Regions from separate parts of the Zea mays genome. Here region 1 is linked to region 2. The links are chromatin contacts, called in public Hi-C maps. All regions are on one chromosome and are shown on one strand. Each heading gives the region's core, a stretch centred on a gene start, on an enhancer-like site or on the middle of the called end of the contact. The rest is flanking DNA. Distances are from core to core; before and after follow the strand shown.

Region 1 (5,484 bases), core at 1,952-4,451, 330 kb after region 2:
TAGTTGTAATGGGGTATAGGGGGAGAATATAGGGGGAACCGCTGCGGGAGATAAAAAAGTAGGGGATGAAATGTTGATGATGTGACGCAAAAAAGTGATATAGGGAGAAAAATTTAGGGGTAACCGTTGCAGACAGTCTTAGGTGTCTCTCCTCTCTTTTCTCTCGGATTGTTTTGTTGTTTCGTCTTTCATGGGTTGTATGGTAGTCTAATGTCATGTGCGCTTCGCAAGGAAGCTGTCTGCCACAGAAATTGTGGCCAATAGCGACCAAGGCAATTTCTGTCACCTTAAGGGCAATATATACAACCAAACATGCCCTACAATAAAAAAAAAGTTTATGGTATTGTTTTTAAGATTGATATGTTACATAGAATAAAAATATATTATAGATACACAATTTTATTTTATAATTGTATAGAAATCCAATTTTATAACTCATACCGAGCTCGTAATCCTATTCGATATTCTCTCCTCTTCAAACTACTAATCAGTTGCCCTGCCTTACCACGGTTCTATATGAATTGATTTTGTTTTAATAAAACATTAAAAAAAAATATACATGCTTCTATTTGTGTGTGATTTTACTTTTTTGCATTAAACGATGGGTAGGATGACGCGGGACGACAGCTAAAACTGATGTTTTATAATAGAGATATTGTATAAAGAAAAAACTTATGTGGCAACTTATTAAATACTCCCTCCGTCCCAGTATATAAGGCGTAACTAACTCTGGTTCAAAGACCAAGAAATGCATTTAATTGTCTCTATACCACTGCATCGATATACGTATGCATAGAGAGAGCACGCCTTATATTGTGGGACAAGAATAAAAAGTGGTTACGCCTTATATCCTGAGACGGAGGGAGTAAAAGTAAAACTCTTAGGTAGTGTTTGGTTCGGTGTCAACGAGAGATGGGACGGGATCAATACTGTGCTGATCATGTCCCTTATTTTTTTTAGGAATGACCTCATCCATCATTTTTAAAGAATATTTCTTAACCCTAACTCTGAACCTCTAAATCAAACGCGAGTCAAATTAGAATGATCCTATCTTATCCATCCTCGTCCTTATTCGTCCCTCCTTCCAAACGCTACCTTACTGACACTGGCCTCGGCTGAGGCTATCCGCAGCGGTTCCCCCTAAATTTTTCCCCCTATATCACTTTTTTAAGTCACATCATCAACATTTCACCCCCTAAATTTTCATCTCCCGCAGCGGTTCCCCCTATATTATCCCTCTATACCCCACTACAACTATAAAATATTATTATCTAACCATATTTATCTTTTATTACTATTTTTTTAAACTATTAAATAGGGGAGCACTGTGCAAGGGGGCGCTACAGTGCTCCCCTTGATCTAGAGGACCTGTGCGGCCTCCCCTAGCACTGTAGCGCGTAGGGGGCCATTTGGAGGCCACTGCTGGGCGTGTAGAGCGCCTCTACGCGTCTACAGTGCTAGGGGGGAGGGGTGCGCTGCGGTCAGTCTGAGTAGACTTCACTCCGTTATCTAAATCAAAAGAACCTCTACGCAAAGGTACGGATCGAGTAATGCAGCAACGATGATTTTTATTGCAGATTAAAAAAACCGTACATCTGATTTGAGTAGGAGGTATATGTACTAATTAATTAATTAACACGGTCATGGATCCAGGCAACGGCAATAGAGTAGAGAAACCGTTGCTCAGGAAGCATTCCATTATTCTGACGGTCTCACCCGCTGCTTATGCGGCGGAGGGATGGTCCCTGAGGAAGCCGAGTAGCAGGTCGTTGACCTGCTCTGGGAGCTGCTCCTGCACGAAGTGGCTCCCCTCAGGGATGTAGGTGATCTTGAGGTCCGGCATGAAGTTGTCCATGACGCCGCCGCGCATGGCGGTCTCGAACCCCGGGAACTTGAACGCGTAGTCCTTCTCCCCCATCACCATGAACACCGGCACCTGGAACTTGGCGTCCAGCCGGTTCGGGAGCTTGTGCATAGATCTGCGCAATCAAATTTTCCCATGGAAGCCAAAAAAGCAATTAATGAACATCAGAGAGATCTGCCGTTTGGCCGGCGAAAGGAGTGGCTACCTGTACGGCATCTTGAGCGGGTACCCGAAGCCGGACTTCTCGTAGAGCTTGGCGTAGGCGTCCAGGTCCTCCTCGGTGAACCACTCCGGGAGGGGCGTGGACAGGTCGGCCAGGTCCATGATCTCCTGCCCTTCCTTGGCAATCGGGATCTCGGCGCCGGCGAAGAGCACGTAGATGGTGCGCACCACGCGCCTCACGTCGAACCGGCCGAAGTCGGCCTCCGCCCTGCCCGGCTCCTGAACAAGAAGAGAAAGCAAAAGGAGAACACCAGCTCAAGAAGAAGAAGAATACTAGAATAGCAAGAGCTGTATGTATGCAGTCAGTGGCGGGCGGCTACGCACGCGCCAGCGCAGGATGTAGAATCCTTCGGGCATGATGGCGTCGAAGGACATGGGAGCCGGGTTGAAGGGGATGCCCAGGCACACCACGCCGAGGGTGCGGCCCGGGTGCTGCAGCGCGAACTCGTACGCCGGCATGGCGCCGAAGTCCTTGCCCACCAAGAACGCCTGCACGCGCGCGGCAACAGCAGCTCAGATCTTGGAGACATGGATTGGACGCTCCTCCTTTTCGTCCCGTTCGGTGGGCTACCGCCGCAGCCGCTGCTTTACCTTCGGGACGCTGAGGGCGTCGAGGATGCCCAGCACGTCGGCGATGAGGTCGTCAGGAGAGACCTCCTCGTGCTCCGGCGGCTGCTCCGACAGGCCGTACCCGCGGCAGTCCGGCGCGATGGCGCGGTACCCCGCCGCGGCCACGGCCCGCATCTGGTGGCGCCACGAGTACCATATCTCCGGGAAGCCGTGCAGGAACACCACCGTGCCCAGTTCACCTGCGGCACACGAACCAACGGCACCAGCCGGCCAGCCGTGCGGCCCGCAGGCCGTAGCCCATGAATGATCGATACTCTGCCTGCTCCGCTGGGATCCATCGGCTCAAAGCAACGATGAGGACTCACCTGTGCCTACTTGTGCGACGTGGAGGTTGAGGCCGCGGATGGGGAGGTGGGTGTGCTCGATCTCCTGCGCCATTGCTGCTCGCTCTTCAAGGACGGCCGGCGAGTGGGATGTCTCATCAGCAGATCATCAGTTTTATAGGGACATTTTGGGGATTAGTGAGATATCTCAACTTTCAAGTCTGTCTGTTCTTCAAAAAAAAAACGAAAACGAAAAGAAGGCCATGGCCATTCAAGGTTGAACACTTGAACTTTCCCTCGGTATTTTTTTTTTCGTACTCAGTCCAGTCCGATATGCAATTTTCGATCCAGTTTTTGGTATATTTCGGTCTAAAATCTGAAATTCAAAAGTCAAATAAAACGGGGTTTTCCCAAATTCCAAACCGAAAATGTAATCCCTGATTCAGACACGGTGATCAGTCTCCCACGTGCCTACTCTGCCTTGGACTTGTCGTTTGTTGTTTTCCGAAGACGAGACGAGGACAAACACTTGACAGGCAGGAACCGTAGAATCCATCGATCAGCATCACCGCACGTCCGCACCAGTGGCGTCCAAGACCATTTGGGGGCCTACTCACAGTACAATAATGGTTTCTTGTCTCCTTTTCCACGCCGAGCTGCGCTTGAAAAAGATGGCGTCTTTGTTTTCTGAAAAACTAATCGATTCAAATCTAACTAGCTCTATACAATACGGCATTATTTTTTTAAATAGTTTCAGTATAGAATTATATTATATGATTAATCTAATACTCTCTGGCCATTCTATATTATAACTGCTTTTGCTATTCTAGATATCTACTTTTAGTATTTATCAATACATTATATCTATCTACATCTAAAAACTATGTATTTATAAAAGTCAGAATGACTTGTAATTTCAAATTAAACCAGAGCAATCTTAATTTAGTATCATATTTTTATACATTTAGTTAAACTTATCATTGCTTGTTTTTTTTCCAAAAAAAACTGAGATAATACATGTATTTCGATGGATTATGGTCAAGTTTTATTACTATTCATTTTTAAACCAAAATTATTTAAGGGCTATAACTTTTTATAAAATGATATTTGAATGGTGATCCATTGCCATCCCTACTCGTAGCAGACTAAATTATCATAACACTGAGTAAAGAGAAGCCACTGGTGTATTGCTGCAGCTGCAACCACAATCTAGAAAATCAGAACCGAACAGTCTATCCTTACTTTGTTTGTAATGATAGGCTTCTTACTCTATTACCAGTACGTAGTGACATAATAATACGTGAAGCGCATTGTCAGAAACTCAAAATCACGTGGAGACTTGTTAATTGACTGTTGGAATTTCATTGACGCTTCGCCTATTGACATCCAGGCACTTATGCGACACTGCCACCCGTCTCTCTCTCTTCAAATCACATGTTGGTTAGACAATCCTTTGTCACCCGCTTCTAGAATCCAAAAGTCCATATGCTTCGGTTTAATGCACTGGGTATCCATTAAATTTTGTACGATATTAGTTAGGTCCTCGTCATCTCCAAAAAAATAAATTTATAATTTATAAGAAAATTTTGTAGTTTATCCACAAAAATCCATACCCTCTATATTTATTGTTGACAACTAAAATTGACTATTTTAAGAAATTGTCAAAATATAGAATAGGTTTCACCATTGTGTTTTGTTAGATTCTATAGTGCCTAGGATCGATTCATAAGCCTCTAAAATATCAATCCGCAACTACAATACCTTCATTATTGTTCATAGCCACCATCGCGGTGGCGTCTTGCAGTGAAGACCCGCCGCCTCCTCCTCCTCCTCGATCTTGCTGCGTGTGACGAGGAGACTGTTTTTCGTCGTTGATCGGTGGTGGATCGACTCCTCCAGTGACACCTACAGTGGAGGCTCAAATCCCGGTCCCGATGGGGAGATGGGGATCTAAGATATAGTCACAGCTCTTCCAGTCACTCCAAGCGCCTAGGAGATCGGTTCCTCATAGAATGTTGATTAGGGTTTTGTGGTCGAGTGATTAGTGTTGGCTAAACCCGTCGGCCCCCTTAATCTATTTATATGGCGTCGTGTGACCGGGGTCTGAAACCAACGGTTAGGATACCCCTCCCCTCGATCAAGGGCGCGGTTAGACGGTTAGGATTAACCCTACCTTGGTTACTGTTAACCGGCTAGTGTAGAGGACACATCCTAACAATCTCCCCTTTGTTCTCTACATACCTCTCACTCAAATTTTTATGAATTCCATACTTTGACAAATTTACACGTAGAGACCAATGTGTGACAATGATCTATTAAGTATCACTGCACTCATTGACTACAACATGCTCCCCTGCTTCAGAACGAAAAGACTTTACAAGATTGCAATATGTAGCCCCTATGATTCAGGGTCATAGGTACTCCCTTAATCCCATGCTGGCTACGTGCTTACTAAACACACTGGATGGAAGACCTTTTGTGAGCGGATCTGCAAGCATCTGATGG
Region 2 (6,091 bases), core at 2,115-4,614:
GTGCTAGCACATCAAGCAAACCTTACAGCATTAGTTCATTACTCTCTAGAAGCTAAATAAATAAATGATACCAACCATTTTTTTTAAAACGCATCGTTAGTTCCAAGAGCCTGATGACAAGGGACCTGTTATTATATGGCATGATATTACTATATTGTTGAAAGAGATGATTATTCTATAAACAAGAACATTCAGTAGGGAGTAGCTAGGACAGTAATAGCTGAACAAACAATGAACAGGAAAAAAAAGAATGCATACTGTCACTGAAACCATGATATCAGGAGGTGCTACCTGATTCCAAGCTGCAGGCTGAGCATTAAATCATAGCTTCTGTGTCCCTTAATTATTGTCTCTCCAGGCTTTTTTGTGTCCCTCACCGTTTTCTTCTGGCGGCGTTTTGTCTTCTTTGAGGAGTCTGAAAAACTCCTGTCAAGAACCACCTCACTGATTAGAACACCTTGCATGTATTCTCTTTCCAGTATGGGCAAACGAGAATCACTCAAGTTTTCCAAGCTTTCTAGACCAGAACTTTCGCTGGATTCATGGCCAATAAATTTTTCAATAGCCACCTCAAGACTCCACCGTCTTTCCAAAGACACATTCTTCAAAGAAGATTGCTCAGCTGAATTCCTTTTGAACAAAACATCTGAAGATTGCCTAGCCATACCAACCTTCATGTTCCCCATGTCAACCGAGGAAGAGTGAAGTATGCGTGAACCATGATTCTGCCTTCTAATATCAGGCAGTACACCACGATTTCTTAGATTATTGATATACATCTCGTCGTTAACAGGTACTCTACAACCTTTCGGAAAGAATTTACCTTTCCCATCCTTCAGTCCCCTTGTCCATGTTCCAATATAATACCCACATTCATTCCATGTATAGATTCCATACCCATGCATCATGCCATCTATCCAGTTACCCTCATACGAGTCCCCATTTTTCCATGTAAGAGTTCCTTTCCCTGACATCTTGCCACTTTTCATGTTGCCAACGTAAGTGTCCCCGTTTGCCCACGTGTACTTCCCATGACCTACTATTTCTCCCTGAATCCACGAACCTTCAAACATGTCTCCATTTGGATATGTCTGATGTCCAAGTCCATGCTTGTGATTCAACTTCCATCGTCCCTTGTAAATGATTTTATCTGGACCCTTATAGGTACCTTCACCATATACATAGCCACCAGAATACTCACCCTCATAGGTGGCTCCAGATGGCCATTCCGTCTTTCCTTGCCCATGCCTCATCCCTTTATTCCACTCACCATCATAGGTGCAACCATCTGACCAGCGATACTGGCCTGAACCCTCTGGTGTGTTCCCCAACAATGTGCCAGAATAAATATCTCCATTAGCAAACCTGATCTCTCCAACTCTGAAACCAGGAGTTGCTCCAACAGCAGTTGAATCTTGGCCATTTCCCAAACTGGCCAACACCTCATTTTCTATGTTGCAACTAGCGTCTCGGAATAACTCAACCCTTGCAGAATGGGAGACCGCTTCTAGCTCATTTGGAAGAGACACAGGGGCTGTCATGCATAAACCCTGGGAGGACTGATCCACAAAAATGCAAAAACTAATATCAAAAGCACTGCCTGAGAAAGGTTAGATGAGATATGTAAGCCATTCTGTTATATAAGATGCACTGGAATTAACCAAGTTATAAACATTCCATTTTAGGAACCTTTTCCGCAAATTGTTTTTTTTTACTGTCACCGGAGGGAGAGGCTCCCACCTGAATGGGTAGGAAATCGTGGGCGATAGGAATCGAACCCAGGACCGGCCGCTCGTAACTGCCGAGCATACCACTGAGCTACGGCTCAGTTCCTTTTTTTCCGCAAATTGCTATAAGATTAAAGAAGGGCGCAGAGAGGCTACAACAAACAATCTGTCCTACTGAGAGAACGATAGGACGGCGTTAATCTGGACTACTTGATCCTTTACCTTATTTCACCTTAAGGTGTTTGGAAGGAATTTTGCTCAATCTTGCTGAATTTACTACGGTCCTTTCTTATTTACCTTATGTCATGCATAAGCCGAAAGGCCCAACTGTTGACTGTTTGATGAATCCTGCTTAATCTGGAAGAATCAAGATTTACCTTAAGGCGTTTCGCATTGTGCTTTGGGTAGGGCAGATTTTTTTTTAACTGTAGCCTCCATGTGCCTTTCTTTAATCTTACAATGATGTGTGGAAAACAATTTGTAAAGATTTTTTATTAAGGATAAATTGCAACTAGGAATTTGTAGGTACATATCAACTCATATATGAAAAGAAAAATAGGCTCACAATTATCTCTAACCTCTACACAGCTCAGCCTAATCATGTACCACACATACGTAAGCAAGTATACTAGAGACAACACCGATATGGTTCAGAGTTTGAGAATCATGAATATAGTCTTCTTTTTTACTTTTACTTTTTTCTTTATAAAAGCAAAACAACTGATCATGTCTAACTCAGTGAGCGGAGGTACACGGATGATCATTGTAGTTTTGCATGGCCCTAATCGTCAACTGTGAACTTTATTTTCAGAAGAGTTGCACCTACACAAGACTACAGGAGGGGTAAGGAGTGGGGGGCAGCCGGGCAGGATTACCTCACGACTTCGGAAGGGGGGCTCGCCGGAGGGGAGGGAGGCCTCGTCGACGGTACTACCTCGCAGACCTGCAGAGATATGGAGAGGGAGGGAGAGGGAGAAGAGGGTGAGGACGGAGAGGATCCGTGCGGAGGGTCAACTCTAGTCTCCATGTAAAAAAAGGACAGTGGACTAGTGGAGGCAGGGGTGCGCTGCCAGACTAGAGGCAAGGGGAGGAGGAGGACTGAGAAGCGATGCTGTACTGCTGTGGACGGCGAAGACCCCGGCCGCCGGATCCACGAATCGCGTCGCGCCGATGGGGATCCGGCCGCGGGAGGAAGCGCTGCGCGTAGACTCACCCGGAACAAAGGATCGGAGGGTAGCTTGCCGGGGAGGAACGGTATTCGCCGGAGGAGGTGGAGAGGGTCGCGGGCGTCTGGGGCGGCGCAGTGCAGGCTGGGAATGAAGGAGACGGGAGGCGTCCCCGTGTGTTGTTGATCCTTGATCGGCGGGCGCGCGGAGGGGAGCCCCGGACGCGTCTGTCTCGCTGAGCTGCTGCCTGCTGGCTGCTGCTGATTCTGAAGTCCTCGTGTGGATGCTGCGGGGCCTGTGGGGGAGAGAGAGCAGAGCAGGTAGTAGACGTAGACGAGGACGCCGGCGGTGGTTAGCGATTGGATTTGGCCGCTTGGACTCGCTCACCGATCCTGGTCGTGGGGGAAAAAAAAGGGGCGAAAAGCTAGGTGATTGAAAGGGAAACAACAAACTATTAGTATATACTTATATATAATAATGGACGTCCCTTTTACACTATTTTATCAATGCCTCTGCTTACTTTTACTAATCTTTCCATCTTTTAGCTCTGGGGCCTGTATTACCCCCAAATTAAGTAAGTAGATGTGAAATGTCAATTCGGCCGTGATTGGGTACGTACGAGGCCAGATAAGAGCAAAAAAAAGTTCCATGCACTATCAGAACTTGAACTACTAAAATAATACTTCCCTCGCCGTTACACGTTTGATGGGAGCAAAAGTCAGGCGAAACACATTTTTTTAGCTTCATTTTCCCTTACAATATACTGTTACTTGCTAGAGGATTAATATTATCTGAACATCGTGCCTTCATTTAAGCTTTATGCCATAATTTTGTATATGTGACTTAACTAACTATCGGTTACAGTTTGTAAAAAAAAAGTACTCTCTCCATTTTTTTATTTGTCATATTTTAGTTAAAATAAACTAATGATAATAAATATTCGAGAACGGAGTTAATAATAAATATGTTTGTCATTTCTTGACGGAGTGAGTAAGAGATAGTACTATGTGTCCCGGTGATTAAATTTTCGGGCTTGATTTTTGAAGGCAAATGGCATTTTCTTTGACTGCTCTCGGCGCCGCCACGGCGGCTTCATTGGAGGGAGCGTCTAGTGATTGATGCTACTACGACCAGACCAAAAGAGCGATGGCTTGCACTTCTTCTGCTTCGTTTTTTTTTTCCGTTACCTTCTAGGCGATCGAACGGCTAGGGACTTTCTATTTGTTAATTGTACGAGGCAAAGCAGGGTAGCGATAGTACATTGGTGGCGGGACTATCCTAGGGCAATTGTGGTGGGTCAGCACCCCACATCAAAAGTCAATGCCCGTATGAGCCCCACATGCTAGTGGTGTGGTGATTGGGATATCAGCTTAAGGCATGCATAAGAGCAACTCCAATAGTTCTCTAAAAAATAGCTTGCTAAAATCATGTTTAGCAAGTTGCTAAATAGCTATTGAAAGTAAAAAATAACTTAGTCTCCAATAGTTGCTCATATTTATGAAGTAGCTCGATTTTGAATCTAGATTTAGCGGCCCTGCCCCTATGTGAGGGCGAAAGAGAAAAAGCCGGTCAATATGAACTATGGAGGAGTGGTGGTCCGGTGGCGCAACCTATGAGGAAGTTGGGTTCGATGGTGAAGGAGAAACTTGTGTCATACATGTTTGACTTAGTTATCTCATGCTAGAAAGTGAAAAAAGAGTGTGTTATACCTGTCTACCTCACTGTGTGGGAAAGTGAAAAATAATCACGCTAGTGTGAAGAAATTGACGTCAACTGTATTTAGGGAGTTCCTACCGAGTTGCTAAATGTGGAGAGTAAATAGAGTTGAATAGCAACTAAGTAAATTTAGCAAGTCTATTTAGAGAACCATTGGAGAAGTATTTTTCTATTTACTTCTTAAATTTAAGATTTAGAGAGTTGTTTAGAGAACTATTGTAGTTGCTCTAACTCCATTAACTAAGAGGCCTCTTGAGCGGGTCTCTAAAGGTTAAGTGAAAAAAAATCAGAGAGATGAGTCTGTCTCTTCACGATTTTTTTATATAATAACTATATTTATGATATATGCGCTCGGTCTATATTTTACACTTGAAAAACCAAACTAAAGGCTCTAAGTTGTACATGTCCTTATCAGTCAGTATAGATGGCCATCTGATCAAATTTAGACTGATCTGACTTAGAAAACTAAACCTTTTATATACTCTCCCGTCCTAAATTATAAATTATTTTATAATAATAGAGAAAGTATGATATAGCCCTCATAAGATTAGACAAATGCTGTCACCCTACCCGAATTTTTTATATTTTAGCTCTTCCTCAAAAAAAAATTCACGTTTGGACCTTAGAAAATTTTAATGTCATTTTTGGACCCTTTTCTCGGCGCCATAGCCAATGGCGCCGAGGTAACACAGCTCGGCGCCATAGGCTATGGCGCCGAGGTGCGTGCTACGCTGGCCCAACCTGAACGACGTGGCGCCAACGTGGTACCGAGCTCGGCGCCAAGATCTATGGCGCCAAGATCTATGGCGCCGAGCTCGGATATGTAACAACAAAGTATGTCTAGCTCAGTCGGTAGAGTACAAGACTTTTAACCTTGAGGTTGTGGGTTCAAGCTCCACGATGGACGTATTTTTTTATCACTAATTTGTTTTTTGTTGTCCATATTTTTCGTTTATGTCGCTGATTTGTCCGTCCAGATTTATTTTTCATCTAGTTTTTTTGTTTTTGTGACAAATTTATTTATTCATCTAGATATTTTTTGTTTTTGTTTTTGTTTATTCAAACTGCGTGACGCAAGTACCATGCACATAAGTAACCCACCCTATGGAAGTACGGAGTACTTTATAAAATCATCAAGTCACTGTTTATTTATACCTTGTATATTTATATTTTGGACTCTAATTATAATCTTTTTGGTTATTAAGTATATTTATATTTTGGACTCTAAAACTCCAATAATCTAATATATTCGAAATTATACTTTTTAATATTAATTAAAATTTATCATTGTACATAAGATTAACACAATCATTTGTTTATGATATAAATATTTTTAATATTTTAAATGGTGTACTTCAGTTTTTAGTATATTATTTAATGTTTAAAATCACTTGTAATTAGCGAGAGGACGGAATCAAGCTTAAGCATGTGGGGTTTACAATGCACCAAGGGCCAGACAGATTATTTACTATTAAACAAAAT

The links. A called contact is a pair of places that touch in the nucleus more often than the background predicts.
Region 1: a contact with region 2 is called in a Hi-C map of endosperm, with 2.5 times the contacts expected there. The contact joins the promoter of LOC100192768 here to the promoter of LOC103626132 in region 2. A contact is called at or near these places in 2 of 25 Hi-C or Micro-C datasets (bundle sheath and endosperm).

Annotation. Positions count from the first base shown.
Region 1 is chr5:25,593,513-25,598,996 of Zm-B73-REFERENCE-NAM-5.0, forward strand. LOC100192768 reads right to left here and starts at 3,202. Exons shown (of 5, transcript NM_001347650.1): 1 at 3,022-3,202; 2 at 2,678-2,895; 3 at 2,411-2,575; 4 at 2,070-2,305; 5 at 1,550-1,979. The coding sequence starts at 3,094. The coding sequence ends at 1,724.
Region 2 is chr5:25,260,319-25,266,409 of Zm-B73-REFERENCE-NAM-5.0, forward strand. LOC103626132 (phosphatidylinositol 4-phosphate 5-kinase 9) reads right to left here and starts at 3,365. Exons shown (of 10, transcript XM_008646519.3): 1 at 2,941-3,365; 2 at 2,603-2,670; 3 at 292-1,559. The coding sequence starts at 1,541.